2 separate regions of the Mus musculus genome follow, and region 2 is linked to region 1. A link is a contact called in public promoter capture Hi-C data. All regions are on one chromosome and are shown on one strand. The core of a region is the stretch at or near the end of the contact, and the rest is flanking DNA. Distances in the headings are between cores, read along the strand shown.

Region 1 (3,429 bases), core at 588-3,087:
TAATATATATGTGTATATATAGTCAACTTGACACACGCTCAAAAAATATATATACATATATGTATATGTATATATATAGTCAACTTGACACACGCTCAGGTCACCTAGGAAGAGGGAACTTCAACTAAGAAAACGCCTCCATCAGACTGGCCTGAGAGCAAATCTCTGCTGTATTTTCTTCACTTATGACTGCTGTGGACAGACCCAGCTCACTATGGGTGCCTGGGCACACAGTCCGGGGGTGTGTAAGAAATCAGGCTGAGTAAGTCACGAGGAGCAAGCCAATAAACAGCATTCCTCCATAGTCTTTGCTTCAGTCCCTGCCTCCAGGTTCCTTCCCTTCTTGACTTCCGGCCCTGCCTTCCCGTCATGGGGAACCGTTATCAGGATATGTAAACCAAATAAGCCCTCCCCTCCCCAAGACTCCTTAGTCATGGTGTTCTGAGGAAGCCATAGAAAACTAAGCCAAGGACACTCCGCACACTGGCAGGCCCAGTGAGGGAGTAGAGACAGGCTCAGATGGGGCCCACTGATCTAGAACAGGACCCAAAGATCGGTGCCTTTTGCTCTCCACAGAAAGAAGTTGCTGTACAAGACACAGCCACCTTACCACAACACCTGAGACTCTGCTTCTTAAACCATGGTAACAGCAGAAACTTCTTCAAAGACATACCACATATTAGTCAAACTCTTATTATGACAGATTTTTCCCTCTAATTGAAAAAAAAATTACTCCCATAGATCCTTGTGGCCTGGCTCCTCTAGACCTCAGACAGTACCAAACTATGTCAATACCCAGAGTGGCCCAGAGTGGGTGGAGCCTCAGGCAGGGCATTTGTGCAGACCATTCTGTCCAGCCACTCTCAGGCTCTAGGTCCTGTCAAATGCTCAGATGACATGCCTAAGCTTACAGGACACTGACCACAGGCCAGGCTTCTCACATCCCCCACACCCAGCACCCTACGACAAGTGCTGCAGATACTGAGAGACACATGAAGTTAAAATCATCTGGGATCACCTGTCAGGGAAGTGAAATGAAGAGCAGGTCTGTCTACAGAGACTCTGCAGGTTGTAGAATACCCTTTCCACAAGCTCCTGTCTGTGTCTGAGGAGGGTCCAGCCAAACGTGTGCACGCACACGTACACTCAAACCTTACTTCTCTGAACTCACAATCAGGGTCTGGATGAGGCAGCTCAGAATAAAATGTACAGAACAAAAACCTAGACCCACTGGGCGCGGAGCGAATGTACTGTTTGTTTACTCTCTGAGGTTTTAACCAGGTGTGCCTAGCACCAGCCATGATGTTGCAGGACCCCGGGGCCTGGTTATTTTCTCCTACTCTCAAGAAAGAAGGAGCTATGAGAAGTATGGGCCTACTACAAGCAGATCTGAGCTACAAGCTGAGGAGCTTCTGGAAGCTTCCTGAAAGAAAGGTGAAGCGGGATCCCCACCCCCTGGTCACCAGTGAAGGGAAAGAGTATGGCCAGGGGACCTGCATGGATCCAGCAGAGACTTGAGAAGTGTTGGGCATCTGGAGGTGTGGCAGGAGACATGCCCAGTCACCAGGCAGACTTGCCCACGAACCCCGGGGCCAAGGGAAGTAGGGCAGCCTGTACAGAAGGGGCTGAGGTCCTAGAGAAAGGAAGGAGTCCTTAGGACAACTCAGAGCCACGACTGTCTCCCTGGACTTCGGCTCTCTCCAGAGAGGGCCCCACACAGTGCCCCAAAACTCACCAGCTTGCAAACTGCAGACAGCAACGGGGAACGGTACACAAGTTTTAGGTGCCTGAGCACCAAGATCTGGCACTGAGAAATACGGGCCGCAGGCGCGTGCACGGGGTGGGGGCGGGGCCTAGCACGGGGCAGGGCCTGGTGGGCGGGGGCGGAGTCAGGGTGCAGTTGATTACTGAGCTGTGGGCTTGTAGTCCGAGGGTGTAAAGCGGGCCTGGTACGCGGGGCGTGGCTCTGGGAGCTGCCGGAAAAGGGGCGGGGAGTGTAAGCACGCCCAGTGTGTGACGCAAGGGTGCCGCTCTGTGCTTCCTCCCTGGGTGCGTGTTCCTAGAGCAGGCCTCTTCTTCCAGACCTGAAACTGGTTCTTTGCCCATCCTAGACATCAGGCCGCATCATCCCACCGGAGCTGAGCTGCACCTTCTCACCTCGACCTCACCACCCCAAGTCCCAGTTTACCCGCTGAGACATAGTCACTATTTGCCAACAGCGCGCACCCAAAGGGTGGTGGAAGAGTTAAGCCCACTAGGAATCCAGTCACTGCCCAGCTGGGCCAGGGCTTTCTTTCAGGATCTTCTTGGCACTTGGAATTGGAATGGCTCAGTAGTGGTTCAGCTAGTGTGAGTATCCAGCATCTGGTGTGAGATGACAGGATTTAAATGTTGTCCACCAAGAAAGCCTTGTTGGAATTCTCCCTCTGTACCTCATAATGGCCTTATTTGGAAAAACACGGAGGTGACACTTGAAGATGATGTCACTAGTTAGGAGAGTCCTAATCTGATATTACTGCTGTCCCTGTGAACAGAAAACTAGAAGCCAGATACACCTGTGTACCAGATGCTGTGCAGGAGGTGAGAACTACCAGCCTCCTGGACTATAAACAAATTTTCATTCTTTCAAGCCACCCACTTTGTGGTACTTGATTGGCGCCCCATGGTATCTGACTTGATTGACATAAAATCCTTAGGGAATGTTATCGTCCTAAAGCTTCAGAGAGACGTGTTGTTAACTTCAGGGTCCCATCCCAGGTGCACATATGCTAAGAACCATGCTGTGGTTTTGTTTGTTGAGACCTTCATCTTCCCAGTGTGCAGCTCTCCTGCCTGGATTTGGTCCTTACTAGTACCCTGGTTCAGTGACCTGGAGGAGCCAACATTTTACCTACCACCTTTAGAAGCGTTGCTCAAAGGTTTGTTGTATGAGGAGCCCCAGTGACTCACAGAGGCCACCATTCACCCTTTGAAGCCGCCCCTCCTCACCTCCACTGTCACCTCCTCCAGACATGCTAAGAATAACTGCTGATAGAAGATAAACGAGACTCCTAGATACATGGGATGATCAAATCAAGTCTCAGAGTCCTTCTGTGTCGTCTACGCTCAACAACTTGCTTGGATTTGTAATTACCTCAGAGACACACCTCTGGGCATTGGAGCTCCCCTCCCCCAATATGGGTGGTGTCATCTCTAAGAACTGAGATCCCAAACTGAATGAGAAGGGAACAAAGGAGAAGATAAAGAGAGCACCAGCACAACTCTCTCTGCATCCTGAGCAGCTAATTCTGCTGTCATGCTGTCCCTTCAATGATGCTCAGCCTTTCTCTGAACGAGAGCGCCCCTCTCCAGCCCTTGATTTCTTTCAGGTATTTGGTTATAGTAATGAAGTGAGTAACTAGTCCACCTCCCCAGCGCTGTGCTCAGACA
Region 2 (3,429 bases), core at 551-3,050, 330 kb before region 1:
CTCACTAGTGTTTCCTTACCTTCAGTGCATTGTTCACTGAGCATGTGCAGTTCTGCACTGTATTATTACCGAATGGGCTTCACACTGGATAGTCTTTGTACTAAGTCTCTGGCCAGAAACTTCAGGCTATTGAGGCAACAGGCCCTATGCAAAAACTTAGACTATTTAACTAGATGACCCAATGCCTCAGGGTACTGGCTGTTGGCCCATGTTGACTTGAACTCCTCTGAGTTCAGTTTTCTCTCCTCACTTTTTCATGGGGTTTTGGCAAGGATCAAGGGCAACTCAACGTGTCTGACATACAGAGGGCACTTGGTAAGTAGTATCAGCAGTGGAAAGTTAGCGACAGCTTGGACTTCCGCTGAGGTCCGTGGGGTCTGTTCATGGTTTGAGCTCCTTGAATGTGGAGATCTTGTGCACTTGTTCTTGTACTGACAGCGAGCTGAGGGACACATGGCAGGGTTGGGTGTGGAGTGAGTCCCTATGCTGCTCATGTGGCCTGGCTTGGCTGGTGGCACCCAAGTGAGCCTGTGTCCACAGTTGGCAAGCCTGGCCTGCTTCTCACCAGCCTGTCCTCCTTGTTCTCTAGTGAGATTGTTAGGAGGGTCTGCTGGTTTCCTTAGGGGCTGCTCTAGGCAAGTTCTTCCCTGAGTCTTTGTATTCTTGGGGTTTTGGTTTGAATGTTGAAGATGACTGATTTTTAGAAGTGCCCCCTCATGCCCCCTCTCTCTTTAAAAAAAAAAAACAACAAAACTTTTACAAGCAGTTTTAAGGCACAGAGATTCAGGTCCTGATTTTCTTCCTTTGCCCGTGTCTGTCCCCAGTGCTACAGATAGGTCCTGGTTTGAACACTTGTGAACAAATGCAGGTGTGGAGGGTAGGAGGAGTTGCTTGTCATTGGCTGGCAGGACCCATAGGGCCCATTTGGTAGCTGTCCCTATTATCAGCTCTCCAGGACAGGTGGGTAGGGAAGGGTGCTCTCTGAAGCTCCTTGCTCTCTGGCTCGGTGGAATGCCCTCCTTGACCAGAATGTCCATTGCCTCCCAAAGGACAGCAGTGTCTCCTGAGCTTGTTATAACCTCACGACAAGCCTTTCTGGAGGCTTAGTGTCCATCCTGCGTGGTTGCATCTACTTTCAACCTGACTAGACTTCTTAGGTCCAAGACTCAGGTCCTCCTGCCCTGGGATTGGAGATTTCCTGTTTCCTCATGTGTGAGCATTTGTTTCAAGGCTGTACAAGCTCAGCCCTTCCAAACTAACTAGCTAGCTAGCTAACTAGCATATGTGTGTGTGTATGTGTGTGTGTGTGTGTGTGTGTGTGTGTGTGTGTGTGTGATCATTACCAGGAATATACATTTCACATGTGTGTAAGGGATACAGGGCTTTATACTCTCAGGGAGCTGAGGAAAGGTGGGGTCATAACCTGTCTGGCCTGGAAGCTTCTGTCTGATTTGCATTGCCCTGAAATTGATGGGGACAATGAGGTAATCACAGGGACTCCCTCTCCCCAATGAAAACTGAGCCAGTCCTTCTGGATGTCACAACATGGGCGCCATCCCCTGGGCGTCTGTTTCCCATCAGTGTGCCCAGGCCCCGGAGGCTGCTGGGACACCTTCACATTTAACCTTCCCGGCATGAAGCCAGCTGTGGGGCTGCAGGGCCACTGGATAATGAACCTGGGCTTGGAGGAGGGGCTGCCACTAGCCTGCCAAAGGCTGGGAGGGACTTGGCAGAGGTCTAAATGAGCTGTTTACAGTGACCTGAGAAACACCAGATTTTTCAAAACCAGACCCTATTAGTCAACCCAGAGTGGTCGTGCTCAGCCTCTGCCCCTGGAAGGGGAAGGCTGGCCAGGCCCCATCCATCTAGCCCCTTGGCTGCCGTTCATAGTCCCTCTCAAGTCACAATTACCTTGGGAGACTGTGGCGGTTCAGTTGATTAGCACGGTGAATTAAAAGAATGAGCCACAAATGACATGTCCAGCTCTTCCATAGGAGTTCTCTGTATTCCCAGCGAGCCTCACCCCTGCTGTAAGAAGGTCAGAAATTAGAGAGAGAGAACAATTTCCAAGCGGCTAGCACTTAGAAGCAGAATTAACAGTCACTGTGTATGTAATTGCCAGTTAATAGTAAATTGCCTTTAGACTGTAAAATGCAATATAAACTGGTGGGCACCTAAAATTAAATTAATGAGATATTTGCTGCATTTAAAAGTGAATAGTTCAAATTAATAACCAAGTGCAATGCTTGTTTTAATATTTGTCTAATAGCATACCATTGACTTGTTTAATAATAATTAAACAGTCCCGCAGTTGCCTACCTGAGGAACTTACCATATAGGCAAAATCGAGCAGCTTTTGCTCTCATATTTTTACTGCTACAAACACATTGCATTGTTAAGAGTAATAAAAGAAATTATTTTTTAATTAGAATAGAAACGTTATGGCATTACCTGATTAAGTTGGGTTGGAATTTGTAAGCTTCTAATTGAGATTATGTTCTCATGAAAACGCCTTTTGCAGGCCTGTTCTCAAGTATGAAGTGTATTGGGTGGGGGGAGGGAAGGATGGAGAGAGGGGGAGAGGGAGGGGGGCTTACAATGGACATTTGGCAAAATGTTTCCTGATTAGCAAAGGAGCAGAGGCTGCTGCTGTGGCCTGGGTTTAAGCCTAGTTCACGAGACACCAGGAATGGCATTTGGGGGCTTTTTTGGCTGACCTCCTGCCCTGAAGTTTGATTGACCCACCCTCATTTTAGAGAATTCTTTTTTGCTCAATTAAAGAAATTATCACAAATTACCGGGAGTCAACATGTCGCCAGTAACAGACTGAGCCCAGTCACTCAACAAGATGCTGGCAGGCAGCATAGGCCCATCTAAAGTGGACACACGGTGGATATCTGGAAGGGCCCCAGGTCTGTGATGCGTTCATTGGATGGGGATCTTTTCATACAGACATGTGTGCATTTGATGTCAGGCTTGGGAGACCATCCCTCAGTCAGTAATTGCAAGCAGTTTCTGTTCTCTCTGATAGTGTTTAGGTTTGTCTTTTTAGAAAGAGGTTGTACTGTGTTTTAAAACTGGCTTCATATTGAGGGGTGCCAGCTCCACCCTGGCTTCACGTTGAGGGGTGCCAGCTCCATCCTGCACCTGTCAGGAGACAGTTTCACTCTTGTTGAGTCTCCTGGCTGGCTTCCACCTTCCATGTCATTTCTCCTTACCTGGGAAAACCCTTGTGTTTCTGGCACGTGGAAAGGTTGCTTGTGAATATTTAGACATGGTTCTGTCCACACTATGGATTTCAAACACCCTTCACCACAGCCGGACAGCTCCAGTTTCCTCTCTCCCTGGCCTGTGGTCCTCCCAACCAATCATTTGTATCCGCAGAACAAATGATTCTAAATTGCCGCCCACGATCCGTGCCGTTTGCAT

The links. Promoter capture Hi-C pulls out the DNA fragments that hold promoters and counts their contacts.
Region 2: a promoter capture Hi-C map of neural stem cells shows a contact between it and region 1. The contact joins the enhancer-like site here to the promoter of Mgmt in region 1. A contact is called at or near these places in 4 of 39 promoter capture datasets (3T3-L1-derived adipocytes, HPC-7-derived erythroid cells, neural stem cells and 1 more) and 2 of 115 datasets of contacts at active chromatin or transcription factors (both in embryonic stem cells).

The regions. Positions count from the first base shown.
Region 1 is chr7:136,892,994-136,896,422 of GRCm38.p6, reverse strand. It overlaps Mgmt (O-6-methylguanine-DNA methyltransferase), which reads right to left and starts at 1,837. Exons shown (of 5, transcript NM_008598.3): 1 at 1,736-1,837.
Region 2 is chr7:137,220,097-137,223,525 of GRCm38.p6, reverse strand. All of the region lies in intron 10 of Ebf3 (early B cell factor 3), which reads left to right. Among named protein-coding and RNA genes, the nearest start is that of Gm10578, 13 kb to the left of the region's middle. Within about 2 kb of position 1,800, at least 30 of the 459 cell types and tissues checked have an H3K27ac peak or open chromatin away from gene starts, as enhancers often do. A contact at or near this core is called in neural stem cells, where this site is marked.